2 separate regions of the Oryctolagus cuniculus genome follow, and region 1 is linked to region 2. A link is a contact called in public Hi-C data. All regions are on one chromosome and are shown on one strand. The core of a region is the stretch at or near the end of the contact, and the rest is flanking DNA. Distances in the headings are between cores, read along the strand shown. Region 1 holds the start of AXDND1 (axonemal dynein light chain domain containing 1). Region 2 has its middle 20 kb from the start of ABL2.

What was found. A called contact is a pair of places that touch in the nucleus more often than the background predicts.
Region 1: a contact with region 2 is called in a Hi-C map of an unstated tissue, with 5 times the contacts expected there. The contact joins the promoter of AXDND1 here to the enhancer-like site in region 2. A contact is called at or near these places in 2 of 6 Hi-C or Micro-C datasets (psoas muscle and an unstated tissue).

Annotation. Positions count from the first base shown.
Region 1 is chr7:7,586,343-7,592,312 of mOryCun1.1, forward strand. It overlaps AXDND1 (axonemal dynein light chain domain containing 1), which reads left to right and starts at 3,061. Exons shown (of 26, transcript XM_070077203.1): 1 at 3,061-3,127; 2 at 3,319-3,451; 3 at 4,193-4,365; 4 at 5,066-5,169. The coding sequence starts at 3,379.
Region 2 is chr7:7,440,153-7,446,271 of mOryCun1.1, forward strand. No RefSeq gene overlaps it. Among named protein-coding and RNA genes, the nearest start is that of ABL2, 20 kb to the left of the region's middle. Within about 2 kb of position 4,014, at least 1 of the 8 cell types and tissues checked has an H3K27ac peak or open chromatin away from gene starts, as enhancers often do.

The DNA of each region.
Region 1 (5,970 bases), core at 1,811-4,310, 150 kb after region 2:
GAGGGCACAGCTGAGCACGCCTTGATCTCCCACTCCCCGATCTGAACAACTGTGGGACATAAATGGGCTCTTTATCAATGACGCAGTCTCAGGCATTCATCAAAGCAGCACCCGTGGACTAGGAAGCCCTCCTGCCAACAGTCGCAGAGTGGGGACCATCGTGATCAGTACGTGACATTGTTAGGACTTTGCTTCTGCAGAAGCTCCGATCGTAGCAGCAGCCAAGTCTAGTTCTGGATGGCCCAGCCCTCCCCAGCAGCCCCTGCAGTGCCAGAGGGGCAGGCAAAGGGAAAGTCCTTCTGGAAATCAGCTGTGTCCTGTTTCCTGGACCCAGTGACTCCCTGCCACCAGGAGCAAAGCCACAGCGTGGCAACTGACCTTGCAGGCTCAGATGGCTTGCACACGTGTGGACCCCAGCTCACCAGGCTCATGCGTCTTCTTGGGAAAATGTGTGTGCCTGTCTGTGGATTCACTGTGAGAAGGCTGACATGACCCCTGAGTTTGCTCTCTGTAGAAACCCCACTTTGTGATGAGAAGGAGGATTTGGTTCTTGCCGAGTGCACCAGTACCACGTGGCTGGCCTGTGCACACACATTTCTTCCTGTAGGCACACCCATGTGTGGGAGGAATAGTGGCATGCAATGACAATCTAGGCATCATTTCCGTTTCAGGGATACCCGCCTTGTGTGGAGGCAGTTCTAGAAGTTACTCTTCCCCTTGGGAAGTGTTTGGCTGAGCAGTGCCTAATGTCTGTCTCCTTTTAAAAGAAGTTTCTGATACCTCTGCTTTAAAGATACGTTAGATACAAACGCTGGCCTCCTTCCCACTCTGACTCCAGGGAACTCTGCGTGCTGTTTGTGAGTGCCTGCAGACACGCATATAAATTCCTGCCCACATGTTGAGAAAATGGGTTGGTAAAAGAGCTGTGATGCAAAAGCACACCCAACCCCCCACCCCCCAGCTGAGGGTATGTTTGGTGACCACGCTGGCTAATGAGGTATTTTCTCCGAAGAAGGGCCTACTGCTACCTGGTGTTAAGCTGGGACAAAAGTCACGAACACCGATAGGTATAATTGGCCCTGCTAATGACTAACCATGGGGCCGGCGCTGTGGCATAGTGGGTAAATCTGCTGCCTGCAGTGCTGGTACCCATGTGGGCGCTGGTTCAAGTCCTGGCTGCTCCACTTCCAATCCAGCTTTCTGCTGTGGCCTGGGAAAGCAGTGGAAGATGGCCCAAGTTCCTGGGCCCCTGCACCCACGTGGGAGACTGGGAAGAAGCTCCTGGCTCTTGGCTTTGGATCGGCGCAGCTCTGGCCGTTGCGGCCATCAGGGGAGTGAACCAGTAGATGGAAGACCTCTCTCTCTCTCTCTCTCTGCCTCTCCTTCTCTCTCTGTGTAACTCTTTCAAATAAAAAAAAAAAAAATGACTAACCATTACTTTGCCTGTCTTGGTGCATTCTAGGAAAACTCTTAACTGGTCATCTTACATTTTGCTATGGCATTTTCCATCGAAGACCTCGATATTTTACCTTATGCCATTTTAGGGTTTCCTTAGTGCAATTCAGAATTATTCCCCAGGAGTAGCAATTCTATTCTTCAACAGTTTGTCTTGTCATATTTCTTGTTGATGTTCTCATCTATTTAACTTTAGCCCTATCACTAAGGGCTTCAGAGCCACATACACGAAAAAGTTCACGGAAGTGTATAATGAAACACCATGTGTGGATTTAAAAAAACAAATTGGACCAAAATAAGCTTTTAATTTTCCACAGACTTTTTGAAGTACTTTCATGTAGAATCAAGGAGTTACCTCCCATTTCCATACAGATGTCATTTTTTTTTTTTTTTTGACAGGCAGAGTTGTTGAGAGAGAGAGAGAGAGAGAAAGGTCTTCCTTTTTCTGTTGGTTCACCCCCCTCCCAAGTGGCCGCTACAACCAGCGCGCTGTGGCCGGTGCTGCACCGATCCGAAGCCAGGAGCCAGGTGCTTCTCCTGGTCTCCCATGGGGTGCAGGACCCAAGCACCTGGGCCATCCTCCACTGCACTCCCGGGCCACAGCAGAGAGCTGGCCTGGAAGAGGGGCAACCGGGACAGAATCCGGCGCCCCGACTGGGACTAGAACCTGGTGTGCCGGCGCCGCTAGGCGGAGGATTAGCCTAGTGAGCCGCGGCGCACACCACAGATGTAATTTTTTAAAGATTTTTATTTTATTTATATCAAAGAGTTACAGGGAGAGGTAGAGACACAGAGAGAGGTCTTCCATCCGCAGGCTCGCTCCCCAGATGACCGCAACGGCCGGAGCTGGGCTGATCCAAAGCCAGGAGCCAGGAGCTTCTTCCTGGTCTCCCACGCGGGTGCAGGGGCCCAAGCACTTGGGCCATCCTCCACTGCTTTCCCAGGCCACAGCAGAGAGCTGGATCGGAAGAGGAGCAGCCGGGACTCGAACTGGCGCCCATATGGGATGCCGGCACTGCAGATGGCGGCTTTACCCGCTACCCCACAGCGCCGGCCTCACAGATGTCTTACTGGCACTGCAAACGGTGTGCCCCTAGGTCCTAAATGGCCTCTTCTCCAGAGCCCTCCTCCAGCCTGGTCGTCCGTGCCCACTCCCAGCAGGTGGTCCCGCACCGGTGAGCTGGCCGGCACTGTGGGAGAGGGACTCCCCACGTCCGGAGAGCCTGCTGTTCTGAACTCCGCCCTGTTTCTCACCGATGCTCACCTGCACACACGGGACCAGGGGCTTAAATCTGGAGACACAAAGCGCAACGATGCGACTCATCTCCAGATACACCGAGGGCCCGGGCACCAGTGAGACGGACACTCGGGGCGCCGGGGCGCAGGGTCTCCCCGGGGCACTGGCCGGGCCCGAGACCCGCTGGTAGGCGGCGACTGCACCCCCAGGAAGCGTTTGTCGGAACGCAGGCGGTGACGCCCAGCGAGCGATGCCGGCTGGGGCCTGCTGGAGCGTCGTCCGCAGGCACCGCCGAGGGCAGCCCACGCCGCGGTTGCTAAGGCGCGGGGTCCTGCGTTTCCATGACGACGCAGGCGTCCCGGGAAACGGCGCGGCCGCCGGGCGCCGGCGCGTGCGCGGCTGGCGAGGGCGGGTCGCCGGCGTCCGTTTCCTGAGGCGCGCGTGAGGGGGACGCCTGCGGGGGACGGGGCGCCCAGAGCCCGACGCGCTGCGGGTGTCTCAGTCCCCGCACCCCGCGAGAACGCGGGGCGCCCCGCAGCGGGCAGCCGGGGCGGCGGTGAGCCGAAACCGCGCGTCTGAAGCGGCGCGCCTGACGGGCCTCGCGTGGGTTTTGGCTTTTTTCTCAGGACGAAGCCATTGGTTTCTGAGTTCTCTGTCCGGAGGCGTGTTTGCAGCCGCGGCCGGTGATGTCGCTCCCGAAGACGCCGCCGTTAGAGGACAAACCGTTCAAAGCGGCCCTGGCCAAGGAAGAGCCGGGAGGTGACTCCAAGGGTCCCGCAGCCCCGGTTCCGGCCGGCTTTGTTTTTTGTGTTGTCTGTTTGAAAGGCAGAGACCACCCATCTGCCGATTCCCGCCCCAATGCCCACAGCGGCCGGCCCGGGCAGACGAAGCCAGGAGCTGAGAGCCCCGCGCGGATCTGCTCTCGCGTGGGTGGCGGGGGCCCAGCTGCTTGGGCCATTTTCTACTGCTTTCCCAGGCTGTTAGCTGAGAGCTGGATCAGAAATGGAGCAGCGGGGACTCGAACCGGCGGCCATATGGGATGCCGGCGCGCTTCAGGCCAGGGCATTAACCAGCGGTGGCCCCACAGAGCCCCTTCTTAAGCTGCTTGCTGGGCAGGTGCAGAGCGCCACCTGCACCTGAGGAGGGGGCGTGGATGCCCAGAGAGCCTCCTTGCTGGAGTTTGCAGTGTATCGTCCCTGCAGCTTGGACTGCCCCAGGCTCGCGGCAGAGATTGATCCGTCTGCGCCCGGCCCTCTCAGGCCTGGGGGTTCAGGCCCAGTGACCTAACAGGTTCTGGCCGGCCCAGGTGGCTTAATGGGCTCTGACGGTGTTTCTCTTGGCTGGCTGGCGTTCAGCGTTTTGAATATCGCTGCTGTTCTCCTGGACCAGAAGCCAGTGGCTGTGTTAGAGACACACGGATGGGGCTGGCGAGGTGGTTCTAGAAGGCTCTGTTCAGCTCTCTGAAAAACTAGCTTTTCTTTCCCTTATGTATTTTCTTAGGTCTTCCTGAGCTAAAGGAGAAAAAAAACATGCTGGATCATTCCAGACCCCTTCCCGTGTCACTGAGGGACGAGTCGATTCCTGAGGAAGTTCTTCTCTCTCTGACCTACGCAGCCCACGCTGGGCCCTGTCCCGAACACTTACTGCCCCTTAGGAAAAGTAAAACCCCAAAGGTGCGTGCATACGTGCGCCAAGAGAGTCCCTGGGGTTGTTATCTTTTTGTTATCCAGCTCACTAGCTGTTTGTCGAGGGGTGGTAGATATTACAGGTGGCCTTCCAATCTTTTTGTTCTATCTTTGAGAATCAGGGAGTGAGAGAGAGCAAGCGAGAGCTCCCATCTGCTGATCCACTCACCAAGTGCCCAGAACAGCTTGGGCTGGAGTGGGGCCAAGGTCAGGAGCTGGGAACTCAACCCAGGTCTGTCCTGGGAGTGGCAGGAACCCAGTTGACTTGAGTCTGCTCTGGCAGGAAGCTGGAGTCGGAAGAACCTGGCGCCAGGAATTGAACCCCGGGCGCTCCACTGTGGAGCGTGGGCATCTTGGTTGCTTGTCTAACTGCCCGCTCCCTTTAAAAAAATTTTAATTTCCTAGATCGAAAACTCAGATCTTTGGTAGAATGTTTTTAAGACGAATCTCTGCATTAACTTGTTTTTATGTATATTTACCAAAATGATCATTATTACTCTTAGTATTTTTTGTTTACTATAGAATTGTTCTAGTTTCAATCTTTCTCCAATTAGTAAATAAATAAGAATTCCACTCTAATTTTTTCCAGAGTATCCAAATGCCCTTAATGTAGATATGCAGAACTGAGTCGATTTATTTGGCTGGAGCGCCCTCTGCTGGGCATTCATGTGTTTTTGCTTTTCCCCAGGGTACCCTTCCTCGCCCTGTGGACCATGTCTGGCATCACCCTGTTCGAAGGAATAAATTCAAATACCTGATTGACCATCCTGTCTCCCTAACAGGAGCTGGAAGGTAAAGAGGGAAGATGGCAGATTATATGGAGATAAAGAGTCGTTTTCTTATCTCATAGGAGTTCCATGGGAGGGTTAGGATGGGGAAAGTGATTGATTCATACATTATGAAACTTGCAGTATATATTTATATATATTTTTAAGGTTTATTTATTCTGAAAGGCAGATTTAGAGAGAGTGAGAGAAGGGTCTTTCATCCACTGGTTCACTCCCCAAATGGCCCCAACAGTGGGAGCTGGGTCAGGCCAAATCCAGGAGCCAGGAGCTTCTTCCTATTCTCCCATGTGGGTGCAGAGGCCCAAGCACTTGGACTGTCCTCTGCTGCTTCCCCAGGCACATAAGCAGAGAGCTGGCTCGAAAGTGGAGCAGCCGGGACTCACACCAGTGCCCGTACAGGATGCTGATACTGCAGGCAGTGGCTTAACCCACTAATGCCACAGTGCCGGCCCTGCAACTTGCAGTATCTTTGGTGAGTAAGAGCACAGTCCAGAAGGGCATATGACCACTACTTTGGGTCTGCTCATCAGTAGGATGGTGGTGAATGCTGGCTGTACATACCTTTGTGCGTTTAAATTTGGTTGTGTGGCTTTGTGCCTTGGTCCCTGTGCTGTCACACTGCTTGTCGCTGCCTACTGAGAAGGCAAGGCAGTGCAGGTAGAGTGTGTTTCATGTCCCTTGGATCTGTGTGCGTATCTTTTACTACATCCTGGAGGAGAGAGCAAGGGAGCTGGGAGACCTGGAGGAATGAATGCTTATTAATTGGTTGCCTTCCTCGAAGGAACCCCTCACCTCTGCACTGTGT
Region 2 (6,119 bases), core at 2,764-5,263:
TCCGCCCCAACAACACCAGCCAATCTCATCACTTTCAGAGGCCCCACCTGCAGACACCATAATTGGATCAAGTTCTTTGTTGTCTTTTGTAAAGATTTATTTATTTATAAATAAATGCAGTTACAGAGAGAGGGAGAGAGAGGGAGAGGGAGAGAGAGAGAGAGAGAGAAGTCTTCCATCCACGGTTCACTCCCCAAATGGCCACGGCATCCAGGGCTGGACCAGGCAGAAGCCAGGAACCAAGAGCTTCTTCCAGGTCTCCCATGTGGGTGAGTGCAGGGGCCCAGACACTTGGGCCATCTTCTGCTGCTTTCGCAGACCCATAAGCAGGGAGCTAGATCAGAAGCAGAGCAGCTGGGACTCAAACCAGTGCCTATGTGGAATGCAGCTTAACCTGCTATGCCACAGTGCTGGCCCCTTGATCAAGTGCTATACTTAATCCATCAACATGAGGCTCTGGGGATGTAGCCCTTAACAATGGACCACAACAGTATGTCAATTTTAGGGGGAAATGAAATGGTATAAATATTGGGAAACTATCTTTTTTTATAAAAGATTTATTTTTATTTATTTGAAAGAGTTACAGAGAGAGAGAGAGAGAAAGAAAGAATCTTCCATCTGCTGGTTGACTCCCCAAATGGCTACAACAGTGGGGAAGGATTGAAGCCAGGAACCAGGAGCTTCTTCCAGGTTTCCCACTTGAGTGCAGGGGCCCAAGCACTTGGGCCACCTTCTGCTGCTTTGCAGGTCATTACGAGGGAGGTGGATCAGAGGTGGAGATTCTGGTAGCATAGGTGGTGGCTTTACCCGTTATGTCACAGCCGGTCCATGAAACTGATTATCTTTAGCTCTAATGTATTTTTAGAAAATCTAGACTGCTCAACTAAAGAGTTTTTAGAATCGATGTGACAAGTATAAGTAGCTAGATATAGCAAGGAAGGATATGTAACCTTAGTAGCTTTCTTTTACAGGAGCAGTGAGTTAGAAATAGAATTGTAAAAAGTAGGGGCAGACATTTAGTCTAGCAGCTAAGATGCTAAATCCCACATTGGAAGGCTTCCAGCTTCCTGCTGACCAGAACCTGGGAGGCAGCAGTGACAGCTCAAGTACTTGGGCTCCTGCCACCTGCATGGGAGACCTGGGTTGCATTGCAGAGCCCATCTTCAGCTGAGATGTAATCCTGGCTATTGCAGATGTTTGGAGAGTAAACCAGTAGATAGATAAGAGAGTGTTCTCTCTCTCTCTCTCTCTCTCTCTGTGTGTGTGTGTGTGTGTGTGTGTATGTGCATCAGCTTAAAAAAACTGGATAACAGATTTGAAAAAGTTTTTCAAGATTGATTGATTGATTTACTTTCTTTTATTTTAAAGCTAGGGAAAGAGAAAGACATAGAGAGACATAGAGAGACATAGAGAGATCTTCTATCTGCTGTTCACTCCCCAAATGTCCCCCATCAGCTGAGTCTGGGCCAGGATGAAGCCTGGAGCCTGGAACTCCATCTGGGCCTTCCACATGGGTAGCAGGGACGTGGGCACTTACGACATCATCTACAGCCTTCTAGAATGTGCACCACCAGGAAGCTGGATCACGAGCAAAGCCCGCACTTGAACCCAGGCACTCCAACATAGGATGCAGGTGTCCCAAGTATTGTGTTAATCACTGGGCCAGTCATCCTGAAAAACAACAACATCAAAAGACGGGGGGGGGGGGGGGGGCAGGCATTGTGGTGCAGTGGGTTATGGATGAAATATGTTGATCAGAAAAGTGCTAATTAAAAAATAAGTATAAACCATAATAAAGATTGATTTGAGGCTGGCGCCGCGGCTAACTAGGCTAATCCTCCGCCTTGCGGCGCCAGCACACCGGGTTCTAGTCCCGGTCAGAGCGCCGGATTCTGTCCCGGTTGCCCCTCTTCCAGGCCAGGGAGTGCAGTGGAGGATGGCCCAAGTGCTTGGGCCCTGCACCCCATGGGAGACCAGGAGAAGCACCTGGCTCCTGGCTCCTGCCATCGGATCAGCGTGGTGCGCCGGCCACAGCGCGCCAGCCGCGGCGGCCATTGGAGGGTGAACCAACAGCAAAGGAAGACCTTTCTCTCTGTCTCTCTCTCTCAGTGTCCACTCTGCCTGTCAAAAAATAAAAAAAAAGATTTATTTGAGAAGTAGAGAATCTTTCTTCAGAAAAAGACAATATTATGAAATGATTGATTTCTTTTTAGAAGATGATTTTACCTTAATTTTAATAAAAACCCCTTTGGTATCAAATAAACACCCATTCATATTGATGCTGACCTCTGCATGGTTACATGTTTACTTATTTGGAAGGGTTCCTAGTATGGCTATATGGTTCTCTAAAAAGCTGATCACACTAGCGTTGGCCATTCACTTGCCAAGTATTTATTGAGCTTTTCCTTGCTGTGTGCCTGAAACTCTCCGAGGGTGAGGATACAGCTGTGAAAAGGCAGATAAAATTCCCTTCTCCTCAAGGAAAGTGTAGCTCTCAGGGCAGTCAGGTCAAGAAAGCAAACAGCTAGAATAGCCTATCCATAGTGCTCATGCGGGGGAAGTGACCTGTGAACACAGGGCCAGGGCGAGGGAGGTGTTCCCAGCATGGGAATGCGGAGGATAAACGTTGAGTCAGCCCCGGGAAGTGGGGCAGGGGCAGGGCGGAAGGAAGGAAAGACCTCCAGGCCCTCAGTAGGGCCAGACAGAACCCAGCACCCCAGCGGAGCTGCTGAGTGTTGTATCTCTTTCATTTCTTGCACCAGCAAGAATGTGTGTGCTGCAGGGTGACACGGAGAACAGGAGATGACCACGCGAGTGACTACAACGTGCTGGTTAAACTCCAGCACACGCAAGACAACACAACGGAGGCCACAGTGCTCGAGCAAGTTCAGGTTAAGTGCCTTTGAGGCTTTTACATCCTCATCCTTTTATTTTGGGAAAAAAAAAAAAAGTTAAATGTACAGAACAGCAGAAAGAACCGTGTAATGAGTTTCCATGTCCCCCACGTAGACACGCCATGGGGTGGCACCTGGCCACACCTGCTTACACAGGTGTGTCACATCGATTCTAAAAACTCTTCAGTTGAGCAGTCTAGATTTTCTAAAAATACAGTAGAGCTAAAGATAATCAGTTTCACGGACCGGCTGTGACATAACGGGTAAAGCCACCACCTATGCTACCAGAATCTCCACCTCTGATCCACCTCCCTCCTAATGACCCTTCCCTTCAGCCAAAACCTCGGGACGGAGCTTGGGACATCCTCCTCGGTCACCGTCCACACCTGAGCCTACGTGACCCGACAACAGCAGTGTCCTGCTCCGTAGCTTGACGCTAGGGTCACGCCTAAGAAAACCACTCAGCAGGCCGGCGCTGTGGCTCACTAGGCTAATCCTCCGCCTAGCGGCGCCGGCACACCAGGTTCTAGTCCCGGTCGGGGCGCCGGATTCTGTCCCGGTTGCCCCTCTTCCAGGCCAGCTCTCTGCTGTGGCCAGGGAGTGCAGTGGAGGATGGCCCAAGTGCTTGGACCCTGCACCCCATGGGAGACCAGGAGAAGCACCTGGCTCCTGGCTTCGGATCAGCTCAGTGCACCGGCTGCAGCGGCCATTGGAGGGTGAACCAACGGCAAAGGAAGACCTTTCTCTCTGTCTCTCTCTCTCTCTCACTGTCCACTCTTCCTGTCAAAAAAAGAAAAAAAAAAAAGAAAAGAAAAGAAAACCACTCAGCAACCTCCACCGGCACTCAGTCACCGCGCAAATGTCCCCAAGCGTCCCCAGCACGTCCTTGGTTTCTGGCGTCCCCATCCATCACATTTAAAAGCTCTTCTGCACCTTACAACGCATGCCTGTGCCAGGGAAAGAAGTGCACCTGCTTCCAGTCTTCCCTTGAGGGCGAGCTCCACGTGAACACATATTCTAGGTGACTGGTTGGACCTGGGCTTTGTGACTTCCGATGGAACCAGCTGGAAGTTTCCGGGCAGGTGCTACGTCCCATGCGGCCTCTGGGTGTCCTCGTTGAGTAGAGGAAACCTGTAGCCCGGCACTACGGAGGAGCTGTCCAGAGCGCTCGCTGCGGCACAGATCAGAGAAGCGCATCAAGGTCTCCGAAGTCTAAACTGAACATCACTAAGCTCAATCTATATGGCTCTCCAAACATGTGGCAGGCGGAACAAGGCTGCGCGTGGGGAGACGGTGAGGGTGATAAAGGAAGTTCCAGTGTGAAAACAGAGCAGTGTAAGAACCCACAGACTTGTGCTCAGCACTTCCAGCCCCTTCTCAGGGTCTTTGTGTTGTTCAGTGCTGTGCCTTTGTCGTACTCATCAGTGGAATGGGTAGAGGATGAAATGAGCCTACGTAAGACTCCATACGGGAGATGCCTGGTGGAAGTGAGTCAAAAGGAGAGAAGAGACCCAGAGAGGTTGGAAGTTAGCAACGAGCTCAAGAAGAGTCATTCTGGAAGTAGTGGTTGTGATGGGTGGGACTCTGGGGAGAGGTTTATAGGCGGTTGTAGGCTATTTTGCTGTGTCAGATGGTGTAATTCGCTTTAATATCTTTCCCGAGATGTGTTCCAGTTATAATAAACAATAGTTATTTACTGAATACTAATTATTGTGCATCAGACCTGTGCTGAGGACTTTGCGTCCATCGCCTCCTGTAATCCTAACAACACACCTGTCAACTCTTATCTCCATTGTGTAGATAAGAGAACGCGTGATTAGACACATTAAGCAAGGTCATCCAAGGTCACACAAGGAGTCAATAGCAGAGCCAGAAGAACCAGGATTCTGGCCCTGGCTGACTCCAGAGCCTGTTTTCTTACGTGTTCTGCCCTAACGCCATCATTTGTTGCCGCCATGTGTCATGGGGGCAGGATATGTAAAAGCATAAAAAGCCCATGCAGCCCACTGCCAGGTTCTGGGTCACTGCTTGCCAAAATTCTACCCGTCTTGGGAGTGGCTGCGGTGCCTTGGATGTCATCAAGCTGTCGGCATTGTAGGGCCTCAGGGGTAGGCGTTTGACACCACAGGTCAATTGCCTCTTGGGACATCCACATTTCATAAAATGAGCACATGATTGGAGAGTCCTGGCTCCCCTGCTTTTTTTTTTTTTTAAGATTTATTTATTTGAATGTCAGAGTTACAGAGAGAGAGGGAGAAACACAGAGACAATATATAGGAATCTTCCATCCACTGGTTCACTCCCCAAACAGTTACAACGGCCAGGACTGCTCCAGGCTGAAGGCAGGAGCCAGGAGCTTTATCCAGGTCTCCCACATGGTGCAGGGGCTCAAACACTTGGACCATCCTCTGCTGCTTTCCCAGGCCAAAAGCAGGAAGCTGGAGCAGGAGTGGAGCAGCAGGGACATGAACCAGCACCCACATGGGGTGCCGATGTCATAGGCAGTGACTTTTTCCACTGTGCCACACACCAGACCCCTCTTCTGCTTCTGATCCAGCTTCCTGCTAATGTGCACCCTGGGAGGCCGCAGGTGACGGCTCCAACTCTTGTGTCCCTGCCACCCTGTAGAGACCTGGACTGAGGTCCAGGCTCCCGGGCCAGCCCTGGATGTTACGGTCATTTGGGGAATGAACTAGTGGATGGAAGTTTCTCTCTCTCTCTCTCTCTCTCCATTTCAGCTAAAATAAATAGATAAGTAAACAAAGTTTTAAAAAACAAAAAATGCAGGTTTAGACAGTCCTTGTATGTTCTCAAAAAATAACTATTCTTTTTTTTCTTTATTATTTTTTTGACAGGCAGAGTTAGACAGTAAGAGAGAGAGAGAGAGAGAAAGGTCTTTCTTCCATTGGTTCACCCCCCAAATGGCTGCTACGGCTGGCGCGCTGCGCCGATCCGAAGCCAGGAGCCAGGTGCTTCTCCTGGTCTCCCATGTGCAGGTCCCAAGCACTTGGGCCATCCTCCACTGCACTCCCGGGCCACAGCAGAGAGCTGGACTGGAAGAGGAGCAACCGGGACAGAATCCGGTGCCCCGACTGGGACTAGAACCCAGGGTGCCAGTGCCGCAGGTGGAGGATTAGCCTAGTGAGCCGCGGCACCGGCCAAAAAGTCACCATTCTTATCACCAATTCGTCATTCATCGGAGAGAAATAGCATATCAGTACCCTT